Regions from separate parts of the Mus musculus genome. Here regions 1 and 2 are each linked to region 3. A link is a contact called in public Hi-C and HiChIP or PLAC-seq data. All regions are on one chromosome and are shown on one strand. Each heading gives the region's core, a stretch centred on a gene start, on an enhancer-like site or on the middle of the called end of the contact. The rest is flanking DNA. Distances are from core to core; before and after follow the strand shown.

Evidence for each region. A called contact is a pair of places that touch in the nucleus more often than the background predicts. HiChIP or PLAC-seq counts read pairs in DNA pulled down with a chosen protein or histone mark.
Region 1: a contact with region 3 is called in a Hi-C map of B cells, with 8 read pairs. The contact joins the enhancer-like site here to the promoter of Lyrm2 in region 3. A contact is called at or near these places in 9 of 39 promoter capture datasets (the C10 cell line, the HPC-7 cell line, embryonic stem cells and 4 more), 1 of 484 Hi-C or Micro-C datasets (B cells), 3 of 115 datasets of contacts at active chromatin or transcription factors (the 230-238 cell line, astrocytes and memory CD8 T cells) and 1 of 9 other capture datasets (liver).
Region 2: a contact with region 3 is called in an H3K4me3 HiChIP or PLAC-seq map of pro-B cells, with 4 times the contacts expected there. The contact joins the enhancer-like site here to the promoter of Lyrm2 in region 3. A contact is called at or near these places in 6 of 39 promoter capture datasets (the C10 cell line, cranial neural crest, liver and 2 more), 5 of 115 datasets of contacts at active chromatin or transcription factors (bone marrow-derived dendritic cells, bone marrow-derived macrophages, embryonic stem cells and 2 more) and 1 of 9 other capture datasets (macrophages).

Annotation. Positions count from the first base shown.
Region 1 is chr4:32,053,685-32,057,313 of GRCm38.p6, forward strand. No RefSeq gene overlaps it. Among named protein-coding and RNA genes, the nearest start is that of Map3k7, 91 kb to the left of the region's middle. Within about 2 kb of position 1,632, at least 122 of the 459 cell types and tissues checked have an H3K27ac peak or open chromatin away from gene starts, as enhancers often do. A contact at or near this core is called in B cells, the HPC-7 cell line, liver and 1 more, where this site is marked.
Region 2 is chr4:32,003,521-32,006,852 of GRCm38.p6, forward strand. All of the region lies in intron 12 of Map3k7 (mitogen-activated protein kinase kinase kinase 7), which reads left to right. Among named protein-coding and RNA genes, the nearest start is that of Map3k7, 41 kb to the left of the region's middle. Within about 2 kb of position 1,666, at least 19 of the 459 cell types and tissues checked have an H3K27ac peak or open chromatin away from gene starts, as enhancers often do. A contact at or near this core is called in pro-B cells, where this site is marked.
Region 3 is chr4:32,798,992-32,802,254 of GRCm38.p6, forward strand. It overlaps Lyrm2 (LYR motif containing 2), which reads left to right and starts at 1,268. Exons shown (of 3, transcript NM_175364.4): 1 at 1,268-1,344; 2 at 1,619-1,759; 3 at 2,152-3,263. The coding sequence starts at 1,300. The coding sequence ends at 2,232.

The DNA of each region.
Region 1 (3,629 bases), core at 382-2,881, 740 kb before region 3:
GCCATTCAGCTGTCTCAGGCTTGAATTTTCTTCTTCTTTTTTTTAAGTCAGTAAATATAAGAAAGTTTTAAATTGCCCTAAAAGGCAATTTAACACATGGGGGAGATTTTTGAACCTATCACTTTGGTACAGGGCCCAGATTCTGTGACACTGGAGCCTAACTCTCATTGTGAGTGTGACCACTGAGGAGAAGGCTGCCCATGGAAAGCGCTATTTGATAGTCTTAGGGCCAGTGATTCAAGAGAACGAGCCCGCATCTAAAATCCAGAGAGCCTCCGCAGATAAGGAATATTTCCCTGAAATCAAGTGAAGGATTTTTTTCTTTAATTCATTTTTTTTACAGTCCATGTTTTATTCACCCTTCATCCCCCCTCCGACTGTTTCATATCCCACACCTCCTCCCCACTCCCATGTCTCCACATGAATGTCCCCATCCCCCACCCCACCTGACGTCTAAACTACAGTCTCTTGATGGTTAGGTGCATCATCTCTGAATGAACACAGACCCGGAAGTCCTCTGCTGTATGTGTGTTGAGGGCCTCATATTAGTAGGTGTATGCTGCCTGGCTGGTGGTTCAGTATCTGAGAGATCTCAGGGGTCCAGATTAATTGAGACTGCTAGTCTTCTTACAGGATCACCATTCTCCTACGCTTCTTTCAGCCTTCCCTAATTCAACAACAGGGGTCAGCAGCAACCCATTGGTTGGGTGCAAATATCTGCATCTGACTCTTTCAGCTGCTTGCTGGGTCTTTCAGAGGGCAGTCATGATAGGTCCCTTTTTATGAGCGCTCCACAGCCTCAGTAATAGTGTCAGGCCTTGGGATCTCCCCTTGAGCTGGATCCCACTTTGGGCCTGTCACTGGACCTTCTTTTCCTCAGGCTCCTCTCCATTTCCATCCCTGTAATTCTTTCAGACAGGAACAATTATGGGTCAGAGATGTGACTGTGGAATGGCAACCCCATCTTTCACTTGATGTCCTGTCTTCCTGCTGGAGGGGGGGCTCTATAAGTTTCCTCTCCCTACTGTCAGGCATTTCATCTAAGGTCCCTCCCTTTGAGTGCTGGGAGTCTCTCACTTCCCAGGTCTCTGGTATATTCTGGGGGGTCCCCCTAACCTCCTATTTCCTGAGGTTGCCTGTTTCCATTCTTTCTGCTAGCCCTCAGGACTCAAATGAGGGATTTTTAAACGTGATAGCAGGAGTTAAAAGGGAAGCAAGGGACATGCATTTACAAGTAAGTCAGAGACCAGAGGGCTGAGGACACAAAGATGTTACCTGGAGATAGTGAGTGGCCTCCTTCACGCTAGGCCAGCACGGAGCTACTGAGGCAACGCCGTTGCTTCTGCGGATTCCCGTGCTCCAAGAGAAACGGGGCTTTTTCCCTTCCCCAAAGACACTCTGCCAACTAGACCCCAACTGGACCGCCGGATGCGTAAACTGCCCCTGTTCTATGATTCTCATACAAATTTGTCAGTGATTTGCAGACACTATGAAGCAAAATTAGAGAATAATCATTAAAAGCTTCCGACAATATGCCTATCCATAAATTCTTCAAGAGGAAGATGAACCACCTTCACATAGCACGGCCCGGGACCTTACCGGCTCCAGCCATGCCTTCTCTAGCCACTAGATGGCAGTACAAGCACAGACTTTCAAAGGCCCTTTATTGACAGGGTAGCGACAGCCAGCGCTACTAATGAGGCTGGCTTTGTTTTTGTTTCTTTTTTGTCTTCCATAACTTCGGGTTTCTGGTGTCTGATTCGATGTTTTGGGCCACTTGGACTTTCCACTGCACTTCCAGCCCCTTCCAGAGGCTTCATCGTTTTGCTGGGGAGATAACACCGTGGAGCCTTCTGGGAAATTGACTATAGGGATTTGAGAAAAAAGCTTGACTTCCGGCACCCTGGATCAGTGGGTTCATTCTACGAGCTCCATCCAGGTCACCAGCATCCAAATCACTTCCCTGTCGGGACCAGATGTTCAAAGGAAAATCCCGATTCAGAAGTAGGGAATTTCCTAGAAGCGATTTTTAAAATGTATGTTTTTGTGTGTATGTACATCACATGTGTGTGCGTGACCATGGATAGCAAAAGAGGTTGCTAGCGTTTCTGGAACTGAAGATACAGGAGGTTTTGAGCAGCAAGGCACGAGTGCTGGGAACTAAATTAGAATCTCTCGGAAAAATGGGATTCCCCGGAAGAATAGCAAGCATTCTTCAGCAATGAGCCATTTCTCTCTCTCTCTAGGAGCAAAAATTTCCCCCAACTGGATCCTAAGAACCTTGTTCCAGAGGAGAACATCTCTGAGGGTAATTGAGCAAGCTACTCTGGGAACGTATGCCCCAAGCAGAGTTATAATTATTAGTATTATAAGTATTAGTACGTACTACATAAACAGTAAGTGCTGTGCCGAACTCTCTATGAAGATTACCTCATTCACTCAATAACAACTAGCGCTTGTTCCAAGCACTTGAATTTTAAACCGAGTCTGCCTGAGTGAAAACTGTTGTTGTCTCAATGCATACATATATAAAACACAGGACCCTGTGACAGAATCCTGTCCCTTGTGCCTACCGATCCTAAGTTCTAGTTCAGAATGCTTTGATGAAGTCCAAATGCAGGTATGCCTAGCCACGTCCACCAAACAGGAGTCTTCTATAAGTTCCAGTCCAGGGGACACTGGGTCAGATGGGGCCAGCCTGAAGACCAAGGAATTCAGTAATGGTTGGGCTCTGATCCCAAGTGAAGGTGTGTGTGTGCTCAGGGTGGGGTTGGGGTGGGGGTGGACGGGGTACTGTGCTCCAGATAAAGAGAAAGGGCTGGGAAAATCTGATCTCTGCACTCAGTTCTGACAACTCTGGTTCTCATCAGGGGAGTGGCCCTCCTCCTCAGTGCCTCTGGGTTGAGCCCTGCTTGCTTAGATCCTAGAATCCTTTGGAAGCTCAGATAGCATAAGCCTGCTGACGTTAGTCCCACTCGTGGAAATGTAGCCCAGAACTGCACATCTTCATCTGGGTTCGGTACCCACGTGCGTGCTCATGACTTGCTTCTACCAGTCTGTGTCAGAACAAGATGAGAGCACTGTGGGTAGGGGTTAGAGGAAACCCTTCCCTTTGAGAGTCCGTCTTTCCTGGTTAAATACTGATCTGGGGTACTTGCAAGCTTATTTTATTCCCTGGAAATGCATAACTTTGGCAAGAGTAGATTGATCTTCCTTCTCCCCTCCCCCTTCCCCCTTCCCCCTCCTCTCTCCCCTTCCCCCTTCCCACTTTCCCCTTCCCCCTTCCCTTCCCTTCCCAGCTCCCGATCTCTTGCCTCCACCCCCTTAATGCTGGGATTACAGCAATAACCTGGTTTACATGGTCCTAGGCATCAAACCAGGGCTGGAGCACACTAGGGAAGTACTGTACCAACTGTGATACATTTCCAGTCTCCTTTCTTGTCCTTTTTCTTTTTTCCATTCATTTCTTCACTTTTAGCTTTCTTTTTCCTTTTCTTATTTAAAACGTCACTCCCAATTTGTCTCTGAACAGGTAAGCAATTTTGAAAGTGGCTTCTAGACTGCCATCTAGTGGTCATCATAGCTCATGGTCACTGACTTTCTGAGACTACAGATTGTTGGAGTGTGTG
Region 2 (3,332 bases), core at 416-2,915, 800 kb before region 3:
AACATCTGGTATTTGCTTTGAGTCTGTGGTCTTGATGAACACAAGCTTTTAAGCTCTGTTTGCTATTGCCATCAATACTTTCAGTTATTTGAGCTCTCGCCCAGTGTTCTCTGACAGTGAGCCTTTCCTCTAAGACACAGTAGCAGCTAGCTAGTTTAAGAGCTTCTGTCTGAATACTCATATACCAAGCCTTGCTTATTCCCCACTGCACATACTCAGCTTAGACGTGGCTATTAATCCTTTAATGTACAGTGCCTTCAAAGTAGGAAAACTTGGGGATTGAAGCAGACTGTGGCTATGGGACAGTCATTGGCATGAACTGTCTGCCATACAGCATTCCGGAAGATAAGGGAGGAAAGACAAGGTTTGATTTGGCAGTAACACTGCTCAAAATAGTTGACATAACTAGTGTTTAAATTGCATCCTCTTTCAAGTGTATTGAAGTATTATAACCTCAAAGTGCCACTTTAGGATAAGGGTGACAGAGAATAATCATAGTATACTCTGGAAGCATTTCACCAGGAACGTGCCTGGGTGACCATTGGGTTGGATCCCTCCTCATGAGCTAGCATTCAGTCTGTGGGAGGAGCATGCCCACAGCCTGGCTTTCCATGGCTGTACAGTGCACAGCTTTCCAAAATTGCTCAGGGGCAGTTCTTCTGGTTTTAATTTTATTTTGAGTCTCCCCTATCAATGCCCCCAGCATTGAGATTGGGAAAGAGCCTGACCAAAAAATCGAACCCAGGCAGTACAGTTGTCCTGAAAAGGAAGAGTTTATTAATGAAGCTTAGCATTACATCTCAAAAGAAAAAAGAAAAAAATGAACCAACCATTTGTGTGTACTTGGGCTTGTGACTTGAAAAATAATCTCAATAAAATTACTTTTACCTATAAATTAAAATGTAGGGCTTTTTTGGTACTTCCCTTTCTATTGAAAGAAAAGCAAACTTAATTACACATAACAATGTAAATATGTAAAGACTTTCTTCGCCACTTAGAGTTTACACAGTTTATAGTTAATTTGGGACACTTAGGAAGTACTCAAAATTTACCTGGCCTTTTAGAATATGTGAGGGGGAAAAAAAGCAACCCTATTTACTAGCTATATCAACAATGATTGTGCTCAGACCCTGGAAAAATAAGACAAAGCCAGTCCACTTAATGTACAAGGGTTATTGCCACCCCAAACATAAAAACACATTGCCCTTCCCTACAGAGGAGAAAGGTGAGAGATGCTTTCCCACATAGTGCTCTCCTGTCCATCTGCCTCTCTGTAGAACTGCCCCTGCTGTGGGCAGCAGGCAAACAAGAGTGAACCTCTCCTCCCCAAATCAACCATCAAAGTCTGCATTTCCTTCTAAATCTCCTACAGAAGTGCTCTGTGGTGCCATAGAGAACCCTCAGCACCACAGGAGGAAACCCAGCTTTCCTGTACCAGTGCTGCTGGCAGTCATTGGCTAGGGCCTGACTGCACCCAGACTTCAGGCAAGGTCTAATAGATCTCTAGCGGGCCTCAAACCATGTAGCAGAAGATGACCTTGACCTCTTGATTCTCCAGCCCCTACCCCCCAAGAGCTTATAGGTGTCCACCACCACATCCTGTCTATATGTAGCGTTGATATCAGACCCAGGACTTTCTTTGTGCTAGGCAAGCACCACCCCCAACCCGGTACCAAGTCCTTTTTAATCAGACCATACTTACTTGATAATTTTTCTTACAGTTGGGGAACCACTACTGATAATATTGCTGTTTGTTATGCGCTGACTTTGGTGCCAGACAGGCCCTTAATAGACACTACCTGTGTCTACCCTAGACACTGAATCCTCTTTTGGCAGATGGGTCACCCAAGAATTAGAGAATAGCCTGAACGTTAGTCTCTGTCCCTTCCATGGTTTCAGTTCCTCTTAAGGGATTTTGAATGCAAGTCAGATTCAGTGGCACACTGTACACTTTATTGTTCTGTCTTACATTACAGGAGTGGGGATTAGCTTAGATGGTAGAGTGCTTGCCTGGGCTTTATTCTCAGCACACGGAGAAGTAGCTCTGGGGGTGACCCAGTGCTTGGGAGGCGGAGGTAGCAGGAGGGTTATATATCCAAGCTCATCTTTGTTTGTCTGCAAGATGAATTTGAGACCAACATCTCAAAAAACAAACAGAATAATCAAAAAACTACATGTAATTTGTACTGAAGTGATCAAAATGAATGCTAAGTGCTATGGTTTCTAATTGTCTGTAATTTTTCAGTAATGATTAACTATTGTATCACTGAGCCAGGTTAACCCATAATAAATATCATAATAGTGAATCTAGGCAGGTGACTAGATACATTTACTTGTTAAACATGTAGGTGAACCTTCCTGTTTCACTGAAATGATGTACTGTAAAGTAGGCCTCATACCCCTTTTGGGATTCCATCCAGTATGCAACTACCATTCCACAGCAACACAGTTACCATTATCTAGAGAATCAGACACACAGTATGAACCCAACATGCTCCTTAGTTATCCTGAGCTTCAACAATGTATGCAGCTAGGCACCTGTTATGGAGTTTGTACAGAATATGAGAGTACAGACATACAGTAGGAGCTGATGTTATAGGCCTTCTACTATGCAGATGAGTATATGCCTGCCAGTGCTCTTGGTAGTACTTCATTGTCTTCGTGATAGTATTCTTGCTGTCCAGATATGAAATGAAGATAGGACTGAGGAAGAAGTTAAATCTTACATTCTGTTCTTTGGGGGGGGGGGGGCGGGGGAGGGGCGAGCTCGGTGGATAAGAGCTCCTGATGCCCTTGTGAGTTCAAGGCTAGTACTATATAGTGAGGTCTTGACTCACAAAATAAAAAGCTATAATGGAGCAAATCTCAGACTGGGATTGTATGTGTTTGGACTTAAGAGCTTTCAGGAGTACCTGGGACTGCCATAGAGAAGTACCCATTTAAATCCGCTACATCTGTGCTTTAAAGTTTATAAGATAAACAACAGCCCTAGTCCAGTTTGTGCTTCTGTGACTTCAGTAATTCTAAAAGGGACGAGAGGCTTTCAGATGTGTGTGATAGCACTGAGCATGAAAGTTCTTGATTTAATGGAATTATTTTCTGGCCTTCTAGATGACCCATTAAAACATAAGCTTTTTTGTTTTGTTTTGTTTTTTTGTTTTGTTTTGTCTGTAAAGTCACTTTCCATCTCGGTTCATAAATACAGAGATAAGATCCCAGCCAAAGGCCAGTTGCAGTTCTGTGTCTCCTGCCGGCAGCTCACGCCAGGAGTTTATATTTGACTTACATTCTTTTGCTGCCCCAAGTTGCCGTGTGGCATTTCTGTCAGTTAG
Region 3 (3,263 bases), core at 18-2,517:
AGGCAAGAACCTACTCTCAGTCAATTAAGTAACACTGCATTGACCTTCAAAGCTTTCCTACTCAAAGTATAAATCTTTGAGACAGGGAGTATATATCTATATGACAACATTGCCTGTGGCTAACATGAGTGTAGAGAAAAGAATGTACAAAATACCTGTTCTCGGTGCCCAATTTAGACCCAGCACTAATTATGAATCTTATAAATATCCCCAGGTGATGTGGAAATTAGCTCAGTGCCTTTCCAAGGGTCATAGAAAATATCCTAACAAGAAACTACTGGATCTGCCAGAACAACAACATAAAAAGCAAAATTTATAGCTTGATACCTGGCCGAGATAAAACAAGACTGATCGAATTATTTAGACAATAAAAGACCCTGCATTCAAAAAGATTACTACAATGACCTGAGAAAGTCATGAATTATTTAATAAATGATCTTGAATTTTTAGTCTAGTGGCTGGAAAAGAACTTAGATCCATAGTGTGTCATAAATGAAAATAACTTACGTGGAGTAAATATAAAACTGATCATAATAATACACTTTTACAACAGCTGTGAGTAGAAGACAATATTGTAAAGTCTCAAAAGAAACAAATATGTTAGCCGGGCATGGTGGCGCACGCCTTTAATCCCAGCACTTGGGAGGCAGAGGCAGGCGGATTTCTGAGTTTGAGGTCAGCCTGGTCTACAGAGCGAGTTCCAGGACAGCCAGGGCTACACAGAGAAACCCTGTCTCGAAAAACCAAAAAAAGAAACAAATATGTTAATGTAGAGTTAAAGCTCTCTATATAAAGAAATTATCCAAGGGCCATTGAAATGGCTCAGACATTAAAGGTGCTTTGCCCCAAACCTGATGATACAGGTTTGATCCCCAACGTCCCATGTTAGAGAAAAATTGAAAAACCAAAACAAAACACGAGAAGCAGATTCAATAACCTGACTTCTGGGTATGTGATGTGGGGGACAAAAACAAAAAAGCGAGAGGGCACACGAGTAGGGAAAGCGCACGGAGTCGCAACGATCGAGGCGACCTGCGTGCTGTAGGATAAAGTGTAGAGAAAAAGAGAAGCTTCCAGGATGCAAACGGAATTTGCCAGCATAATGGCGGTCTTCTCAGTTATACACAGCAAGGGTGCTCAAAAGGCACACATTTTCTCCCCTCCCGTAAAAGCGACCGAGCTCCTGGGTTCTCCGCGGAAAACCCAGGACTCGCGCATCCGTCTCCTCCTTCCGCTTCCGTGACCAGGGTGCCCGAGGGCCACTTCCGCTCCTGAGCCGCAGCAGCTTCCGTGGGCAACATGGCGGCATCCCGCTTGCCTCCCGCAGCCCTGACGCTGAAGCAGGTACTGCTGATCTCTCAGCCCCGCGGAGGTGTCCTGTGTGGTCGCGCTCCCCCTGCGACCTGGCTCGCCGCGGCCACCGCGGGCCTCGGCCGACAGCCTCAGCCTCCCGAGGGCGGAGCTGCTAGGCGTGCCCCGCCCTCGCAAGCCGCCCGCCCGCCGGTCCGCAAGGATTCTCTCTTGTTCTGTTTGCTAGCGAGGACCAAAGGGCTATTTCTGCTTGCTGAGTGGAGCCGGCTGGTTTGTGGTAACTTGTCTTTCTCCTTCCCTTGAGCAGTTCATGAGAAGGCAGCAAGTTCTCCTCCTCTACAGAAAGATTTTGCGAGCGATTAGGCAAGTTCCAAGTGATTCTGACCGAAAATACCTTCAGGATTGGGCCAGGGAAGAATTTAAAAGAAACAAAAGTGCCACAGAAGAGGTGAGAGCAAGACCACGCTGGGGCCACGGCTCCTTTGTCCCATTGTATCACTGAGCTTGTGAAGTTTAGCGAACACCTTGGAATATGCCACAGAGAATTTGCTCACTGCCCACTGGGTATTTTACATTTGTTTTGCAGCACATCTGGCTTTGTATTGTGTAGCCTAGCGTCCAGCTTTCCACTTCACACTACTGTTTTTTTTTGGGGGGGGGGGGTGGATGGGGGGAGTGCCTTTTGGTGACAGGATTGAATGTAGTGCCTTGGGCATTGGTAAGCCCACAGCTACAACCTGTAACAGCCACTGTTGGTTCTTGACTGTACCAGATACAATAATAGAACTTTGCCGTGGTTAAGCTGGTAAAACAATGACTAGATTGTCCTTTCCTCCACAGGATACAATCCGAATGATGATAACCCAAGGCAATATGCAGCTAAAGGAACTAGAAAGGACGCTTGCCTTAGCCAACTCGTAACTGGAAGATTTTTCATGTGTTTTGCACAGGCTCCGAGCCACTGTCATAGAGCACCCAAAAAGGTGATAATCACTCTGATCAAGAATATAAGTGAAGCGTGTTAATATTTCCACTACAGTCCGTGGCTGTAATAATTAAACGTGAACTAATGTCAAGATGAGAGGTTGGAATCCTCAATTGCTCAGAGGGAAGGTGAAATGGCAGCCCCTTTGAAAAACAGACGACTAGTTAGCAATTCTTAGAAAGGCAATGAGGACAGGGCTGGTAAAGATAGCTCCTCATGAAGACTCTTGCTGCCAAGGACAGAAGTTTGGTCCCTGTGACACTCATATCGTGGAAAAAAAAAAAAAACCACTCCAGAAAGTTGCCCTCCGACCTCCACACAGGCACTGTGGCACACAAACCAAAATGAGTGTATGTTGTGATGTGATCACAAGCTGTTACAAAGTCAGATGCAGGACTGGCAGTGTACTGCCCTAGAAAAGTGATTCTCTTGCTGTGGGTCATGACCCCTTTGGGGCCAAACAACTCTTTCACGGGGGTCTAGTATTAGGTATTTATGATTCATAACAGCAATATTACAGTTATGAAGTAACAAAATTTTTACAGTTGTGGGTCACCATAAAATTAGAGCTGTATTAAAGGGTCACAGCATTAGGAAGGTTAAGAACTGGCTAGAAACAGCGCTAGATCTTGCTTGAATAACCTGCTTTGTCCTTCAGAGTTCTGAAGTGACTTTCTTCAGGTGTGACATGGTTTGATAACCATAAGACTGAGGTCTCGCGGAGCTTTAGTGGAAATAGCTAAGAACACCAAGAAGAGGGAGCACTGGGTGGGCAGTTCAGCTCCTGCACCTAACATCCTCATGAAATGATGAATCAGAGCACTGACTGCTCTCCCAAAGGTCCAGAGTTCAAATCCCGGCAACCACATGGTGGCTCACAACCGTCTGTAATGAGATCTGGTGCCCTCTTCTGTTGTGTCTGAAGACAGTTACAGTGTACCTATAAATACAATAAACAAATCTTTAA